Regions from separate parts of the Mus musculus genome. Here all the other regions are linked to region 3. The links are chromatin contacts, called in public targeted proximity ligation maps. All regions are on one chromosome and are shown on one strand. The core of a region is the stretch at or near the end of the contact, and the rest is flanking DNA. Distances in the headings are between cores, read along the strand shown.

What was found.
Region 1: a contact with region 3 is called in a targeted proximity ligation map of microglia, with 7 times the contacts expected there. A contact is called at or near these places in 1 of 484 Hi-C or Micro-C datasets (B cells) and 6 of 130 datasets of targeted methods (the 230-238 cell line, bone marrow-derived macrophages, embryonic stem cells and 1 more).
Region 2: a targeted proximity ligation map of CD8 T cells shows a contact between it and region 3, with 12 read pairs. A contact is called at or near these places in 1 of 484 Hi-C or Micro-C datasets (nephron progenitors) and 3 of 130 datasets of targeted methods (CD8 T cells, large pre-B cells and microglia).

Annotation. Positions count from the first base shown.
Region 1 is chr19:32,787,174-32,789,895 of GRCm38.p6, reverse strand. The region is part of intron 2 of Pten (phosphatase and tensin homolog); the gene reads right to left. Among named protein-coding and RNA genes, the nearest start is that of Pten, 31 kb to the right of the region's middle.
Region 2 is chr19:33,158,824-33,161,523 of GRCm38.p6, reverse strand. It overlaps the pseudogene Rnls. Among named protein-coding and RNA genes, the nearest start is that of Mir3970, 3.1 kb to the right of the region's middle.
Region 3 is chr19:32,952,887-32,955,751 of GRCm38.p6, reverse strand. No RefSeq gene overlaps it. Among named protein-coding and RNA genes, the nearest start is that of Gm36914, 5.8 kb to the left of the region's middle.

The sequences.
Region 1 (2,722 bases), core at 21-2,520, 170 kb after region 3:
ATCACAATGGCAGAAGGAGTGCTCAGAGATGAAATCAGAACAGCACAAAGTGGTGTATAAGAAGGAACACAAAAACAGTATCAACTAAAGGTTGGAGTGGAGCAACAGAACAAAAAGAAACTAGAATTCCATACGCTTGACTGGTGTATAATGCTGGAAACAGGAAAAAGGCAGGGAGCCCTAAACCTTTCACTTCTCTATTCTCTGTCCAAAAGAAAAATGCCGAGTCAGTAGTAGGAGATATATTAACAATTCCTCATAAGTTAAATCTTTTCTACTTGATAATTTAAGCAAAGCTGCTTCTTGATTATTTAAGAGCTAGCAATAGAAAATATAGTAATTATATACAACAATAAAGCAGAGTTAGCAATCAGTTATTCTGAGCAAAATATAACCCATCAATTTCTTTAGTCAACATTTATCTGAATCTAAGGGCACAGAAGGGATTTATAAAGGCTATATTATAAAGGCATAAAGAAAGGACTTATAAAGCATTATAAAGCTGTGTCTACAAAAGGAATCAAAGCAGTTTAAACAATTTAAAAGAAAACTCAGTTGAAAAGAAAGTCAACACAAAGTAAACACCACGTATGCACACAATGCCCCACAGAAGTTAACTGTCCGAAGCTTTGGAAGCTAGAAAGTCCAAGAACACCCAAACAAACAAACAAAGACCACGGCTTCTTATATGTAAACACAGCTACAAATTTCTGAAAGGGGGATGAAGTATAAAAATTTCATAAGGAAATTGTGCCACCCTTATGTCAACCAGTTAGCAAACACTGAGATCAGAGGCAGGTATTTCTTTTCTCTTTCCCTTGTTGTGAGACACTCACTCCTACAGAGTGGGCAGCAAGGTACAAGAGAACAGTAGATTCTTCAAAGATCTCACTGGAAGACCTGGGAATTCACAGACAGCAACCAGGATGTAGGACCATGCATTGGTGTCTAAGCAGACTGTAGCCCCTACACCACGTTTCCTAAACTTCTGCTTTCCACAATGGGAACTTCCTCCAGAGCATTATTCCTTTCTGGTAAAGACATTTTATGTCATTTGCAACTAAAAACTCATAATTCTTTCAAGAGTCTTTCCTACCGTGTGTTTACCTTAGGCTTAGGGAAATCCTATCTGTGTGCCCCTTAACAGTTGAACATTCTGATTTCTTAGCTAGCATGTGAGCAACAGCAAGTCTAACAGAAGAAAGCAGCCCTTTAATGGGTACAGTACATCATTCCATCATTTGAAGGGGTGGGGGGATAACTGTCTCAAAGAGAACTGATTACTTAGGGACACATTCCGCACTTCCCCCACTGTTCTCTCAGTCTGACACATAGAAAGACAAGTGAGGAAAGACAAGTGAAACAGCACATTCCAAAGAGAAATGGGCAAACTTGCCTACAGAGATGTATTTAGATAGTAGAGGCTAAAATATTAGACAGCAGTGAGAGGCAATGCTCCCTAACCCTGCACGACCTAAGACACCTCCTAGAACTGCATCTTCCTTGAAGGAACTGACTGCACATCGCCCTCACCACTCTCACCCTCCTATCCCTGTTGAGCCTCCTTTCCAACTGTGGTGTGTCTGTGTGTCTGTCTCACATCGCCCTCACCACTCTCACCCTCCTATCCCTGTTGAGCCTCCTTTCCAACTGTGGTGTGTCTGTGTGTCTGTCTCACATCGCCTCACCACTCTCACCCTCCTATCCCTGTTGAGCCTCCTTTCCAACTGTGCTGTGTCTGTGTGTCTGTCTCACTGAGATAAACTGAGGCTGATGTATGAGCATGAAAGATTTCTTAGGAAATAAATCTAGATAAGCCACAATAGTGAATTTTAAATTTATTTTATATAAACATGTATTTCAAATGCTAGAAAGTATTACCAAAAATCCACAACAAAACAACAAAAACAAATCTTAAAAAACCCCACAAAACAGAAACAAAGAAACCAAAGTAGTTCAAGAGGACAGAGAAGCAGCCCCAGAAGCCAGCCCTGACCACCGACTGCACTTGCGGAACCTTTCCCAGGGAATCTAGGCAAACGCTGACACTTTCAGTGAGTCAGCTCTGACAGAAAATGAAGGTTAACTTAAACAATTTTAGGTGTGTGTGTGTGTGTGTGTGTGTGTGTGTGTGTCATGGGAACAACAGGTATTTCTCTATGACTTTGCAACTAGTCTGTTTTTGAGAACGGTTCCCTCACTGAACACGGAGCTAGTTATTTTGGCTAAGCTAACTGGCCAGCAAGCCCCCAGGATAGTCTTCTCTGCCTGCTTCCTGTCACAGAGGTCGCAGAAACATGCTGAGCAAGCTGGCTTTTGTATGAGTTCTAAGAATGGGAACTCAGTGAGACTAGGCCGGGGCCTAGCAAACACAGAAGTGGATGCTCACAGTCAGCTACTGGATGGAGCACAGGGCCCCCAATGGAGGAGCCAGAGAAAGTATCCAAGGAGCTAAAGGGATCTGCAACCCTGTAGGTGCAACATTATGAACTAACCAGTACCCTGGAGCTCTTGACTCTAGCTGCATATGTATCAAAAGATGGCCTAGTCAGCCATCACTGGAAAGAGAGGCCCATTGGACACGCAAACTTTATATGCCCCAGTACAGGGGAACGCCAGGGCCAAAAAAATGGGAATGGGTGGGTAGGGAAGTGGTGGTGGGGGGAGGGTATGGGGGATTTTTGAGATAGCATTCTAAATGTAATTGAGGAAAATACGTAAT
Region 2 (2,700 bases), core at 169-2,668, 210 kb before region 3:
TTTATAATTTTAATAATTTTTAAATAAAATCTATAGCTTTGTTTAAGGTTACTCATAAGCTAGTTCTGAAAGCAATTTAAATCTATCACCCCTGAAAGACACTGGCTAGCTCACATCACAGCTGTAAATATGTAGCTTTCTAGCATAAGTGCTTTAAACTATAAATGTTAATTTTATTTATCATACTACATGTTTACTACATGTTTATCTCCATAATAAAATCACATTCTCTTCATTATCTTATCACGTGTATTGTGGCTTTTCTTCTTCACTTGTGCTTTATGATTTCTACATTTATAATAATGTGTTACAGTTATGGTCTTAAAACTCTGAAGTCAGAATGACATTGGTCAAAGAGATTGCAACTTTTAGCATCAGCGTCTTCATTGAGGCAAAACAATAGGAAAACTTACCCCATAGAGTTATGAAAAATGAACACTGAGAAATCCATGAAACACGCAGTGCAGACACTGCACAAAGCAACTTCTCCATCATCACTGACCATGGTGGTAAGGACAGGAAGAGGTGCCACAGAGGGCTATAGAGCTGTAGCCACTGCCAGTGCTTCTTCATTACCTCTCAGCAAACCCCTCTTCCTTTCATTTATTTAATTCTCTTCTCTTTTGAGAATTTCTCTCTTCTCGTTTCATATATATAAGTAGTTCCAAACTGGGATGTTTCAGAACTGATTTGGTGTCAGGGGCTTTGACACTTAACCAGGGCCTATGTACTGACTTGTTTTGTGTGTCAACTTGACACAAGCTGGAGTTATCACAGAGAAAGGAGCCTTCCTTAAGGAAATGCCTCCATGAGATCCAGCTCTAAGGTATTTTCTCAATTAGTGATCAAGGGTGGGAGAGGGTCCACTGTGGATCGTGCCATCCCTGGAATGGCAGTCTTGGGTTCTATAAGAAAGCAAGCTAAGAAATCCAGGGGAAGCAAGCCAGTAAGTAACATCCCTCCATGGCCTCTGCATCAGTTCCTGCTTCCTGACCTGCTTGAGTTCCAGTCCTGACTTCCTTTGGTGATGAACAGCAGTATGGAAGTGTAAGCTGAATAAACCCTTTCCTCTCCAACTTGCTTCTTGGTCATGATGTTTGTATAGGAATAGAAACCCTGACTAAGACACCTACAAGGAACTGTTGAACAGCATCAGAATAGGACATGTGACAGCAGTAGACCTCTGTCTTAGTCACCTTGTCACTTTTTAAGCTTGAAACTTCCCCTGATTTTTGCTACTCTCCGAAACTAGCCTGTACACTTTTTGGTGTTTGATTATTTAACATGTCTGTGCCCTGAACCAACATTGCCTGGCATAAAATTATGGGTACAAACCACTCTTGCTTATACATCATCTGTTCATAGAATTTTTTGCATACTAGACGATATCAACTAGGGCATGAGTCAATCTAGCAACAACAGGAAGGCTGGCAAGTGTCATTTTCAAACATTCCACTGAGTCATCTTCCATGTAGCTGGCCACTCACTTCAGTTCCTTTGATGAAGCATGTTAAAATATCATTCTGAGAAATCTCATCCTTAATTTAGGAATGTACAGTCACAGTTTAATTTAACTTTATACAGTTAAATATCTCCTCTTTTCACAAAATTCCATAATATATGAACTATTAAATGTTTGAACACATGTACATTTAATGAAGTCATTTTTTTCTCCAACACTGCTGGGACTCACCCTGCCCTTAGCCATTATCACACTTACTCAAAATTACTAAATTACTTTAAATGGTAATACTTCATAGGAAATGTTTAAATGTCTAATGAGAACAAAAGTCATATATTACATGTATGCATATTAATCTGAACCCAGAATTAATACTGGATGGTAGGTGCTGTTACATGGGTATGGACACACTAGAAGTAGGTCCTATTCCAGCAATATTTCTTGAAAATGATGTCTATGTGATCTATTTAGACTAAATATCAGTGTTATGCTATACAACTAACAAGTTCAGTTAATAACATCTAATTATACTACATTGAAAATTGGTAATATAAATCCATGTTTTCATTCAACATCTGTTGAGGTCTAACTGTGTGTTAGTCACTGTAATGGATTCTGAGGCACTGTCATCCTTCAGCAAGTTTCCATATAGTCAATCAGAAAGAATAACCACTCTGCATAGAGTCACATTGAAGTACAGTATGACACAAAAGATATGCAAAGTGCTATTTGAAAATACAGAGACAACTTGCAGAAGAAACCATAAGAAACAGCTTCTTAAAACAGAATTTTAGCGGAATATTGCAAGATGTTGAACTTAGACAGGAAAAGGCCATGAGAGTAGCAGTGTTCCAACAACTGCACAAACTTTTCCAGAGTTAAGCGTGCACTTGAGGAACAGTCAGTAATTCTGTTTCACAGAAAAGTAGGATGTTGCTAGAGTATGGGACAAGATCACAGGAACTATTCTGTCCCTGTCCCTGGAGAGGGCTACTGCTATGCCCTCTGACCTACTGCCACAGTCAGAAGACTACAACAGAGGCTCCATTTCAGTTCTCCAGTTCCTTACTCCACCCTTCCCTTGCTGTCATCTGTGGCTGGACTTCTTTGTATCATGATAGTCTAATGCTTATTCTCTCTCTTTTCTTCCTCCCTCCTCCCTCCCTGCTTCCACCCTCCATTTCTTTTCCCCTCCCTTCCCCATTTTTAGTCCCTTACTTGGTGTAAGTCACAGAGAT
Region 3 (2,865 bases), core at 47-2,546:
AGAGACAGTTGCTGGATACATCGGGGTGCAGCTGAGAATTTCAAACGCCCCCCCCCCCCCACCCACAGTAAAGAAAGTTGACCAGGAGCATTTCAGCTGATGAGGCACGGGTTTCCCTTGATGGGCCAATGCTTTTAAATAGAATATTTGGAAGTGTCCAAAAACTGAAGGTCCTCAAAGATGGCAGCTGGGTTTCTTTATAGTTACAGCCTCTGTTAACACTATTAAAGAGTGTGTGGACGAGCCCTGGGAAAACTAGTGCAGGAAAGAGAGTGGGAAAGATGAAGGAAAGTCCCTAATTCCTGGGAACCAAGATATAATCCCAGAGAAGAAGGGATGCACCTGATCTGGGTTTCTTGTCACTAGAACAAAACACTGTGATCAAACACAACTCAGGGAAGAAAGCGTTGAATTGGCTCACACTTCCAGGACACAGTCAGTCACTGAGGGATGGATGTCAAGGCAGGAGTGTTCCAGACTGACTTATTCTCTGGCTCCAGCTTAACCTGTTTCCTTATACAACCCCAAATCAACTGCCTAGGTATGGGACTGTTCATGGTAGCCCTATATCAGTTAGCAGTCCAGATGGCACTTATCAGACATGTCCACAAACCTGCCTGATAAAGACAATTACTCAACTCAACTGTCCCTACACCCCAGGTGACCATAGACAATGTCATGTTAACATGCTAACTAGGATACCAACTACGCAGGCACGCCCCTCCTTGGCAAAAGAGACATTCCACGCAACCTCTTGGTTGCCTTGGTGTCAAAAGACCCCAAAGTTTTCCCCTTTCCATGTTCTCTGTCTTTGTTATTTGTTTCTTCCTGTGCATTTTGTAAATGCCCAATAAAAGCCAGACACTCGACTGCATGGACTGCATGTCAGGGGTCAGAGATGAAACAGACAGGACAGCCTGACTGTCCTGGACTTCATACGAACAGCTTCTGAGCAAGGTGCAAGAACGAGGTTGTGTCAGATCCTGCCAAGAGGGTGATGCCTGAAGTAAAAGATCCAGGATGAGAAGGGGTTGGGATAGGGACTGCTTAGTAGCCTGTGGCTGATGAAGGAAGCAGAATGGGAGCAGTGGGTCAAAGCCAACCTAGAGAAACTGCTGGAGAAGACACCTGGAACGGAATGGCCAGTGGATGAAGCTGGGGATGCAGGCCAGCAGGAGGGCCATCAGCTCCCATGGGCCCTGAAAGCCACAACGGGCAGTCATCAGATGCATCAGGAGCCTCCCTCCATGAGCAGAAGGAAGCCATTCCTTCAAGAAGGCAGAAGAAGCAATGCATACTGAAAAAGTCCACCAGAGGGCTCTGTAGGGAGAGTCCCACCCTCTCCTCTCTCCTCCCACAGCTGACACTTCTCCTGTTGGAACATAGAAGCATTGTTTCCCTCTGAACAAAAGCGTCTTTAGCAAACAACCACTGTACTTTAATGAAAGGAAAAGAACCAATAGCCACCAGTACAATAGAGGAGCCCAGATGAAAGACGAAGCTGCCATCCTGATGGTTTAGCAGAGAGTGTATCACCCCTAAGCTCCCCAGATCCCCCATCTGCAAAGCCTATGCTCAGCCCAACTGACATGGTCACCCTCCTTTCCAAGGAGGCAATCTGAGGTAGTTGCCCAGACTACAGGCCAAATGCCAGCTCTTCAAGGGGGCACACTAGCCCAGAAAGCAATGGCTTTAGGTGATTAAAAAAACAAACAAACAAAAACCTTATAGGATGCTGTGGTGTGAACGTAGGAGTGGGAGAGTGGGAGGTGAAGTGAAAGAGCAACAGGGTTTTCTATTTTTGGCCAAGACTGTCTTGTAGGAATTACACTTATTATATTTAAGCATCATTAAATAGAGACAAGAATCGTTCCTGCCTAGCACACCCTAGAAATGTGTGATCACAAAGGAGGAGATTGGCTGAGGTCAGAAGGAAAGGGTTGGAGAACTACTCAGTGTATCAGCTACGTTTTCGAGAGACCTACAGAGCCTGCGAGGACACTCCCAGGAATGAGAGGCAGGAAGGGTTATCCTCTATCTTCAAAGTATTTGAAGCTCTCGTTGGCCTGGGATGCTCTAGCCTGCTAGAGTTCTTTTCCATCTGCTGGAATTAGCCGGTTCTCCTAGGTACTCAAATCATAAACAGAGATTACGAACTAAAAGGGGAACTTGGTGAACTCCAGCCCAAGTGTCATCAACATCCTATGTCCTCCACCTGCTGCTTCCTCCCAGCCACGGAGCCTGACACCTGCCCAGCCCTCAGCAAATGCTTATATGAAGTTTGACAAGGAAACAGGAAGCGCAGCACAGGAAGCCATGGAGCTCAGAGAACAGTGTGTGCAGGGAGAGAGCCAGAGGGAAAGGCAGTGAATGAGAGCTCTCTGAGCTGCATCTGCGCACACAGACACCCCCCCTCCCCCACCCCCATACACTCAACCGCCATTAAGGACACTCTGTTAAACGGATTGGTTCTTTCCTCTCGAATGAGGTAGGAGTCAGAATCTTAGTCCCTTTTGCCTCAAATCCCTCCCCTTTTCCTAGATGGTGCCTGCAACCTCTGAGGACCTCAAATTACAAATTTCAAAACACAGGTTCCAAAGTTCCAAGCACACCTGTTCACAGGAAGCCAGCGATGGGTGGAGCCTTGGCAGGTTCTAACACCTGAGCTTGAGGAGGTCTCTGTCTGTGGAAAGGTTAGGAAGAACCCTTGACTCTGAGAGCAACTGGGCAAAAGCTTGAGTGGACCCTGTCCTGTGAGGCAGAAGGATGCACTTCGGGAGACTGTGTTCTGGCTCACCTTTGTATCAGCTTCGCTCACCAGAACTAAAGCTTGGACCTCCCTTAGAGCTGCTCTCCACAGCTGGA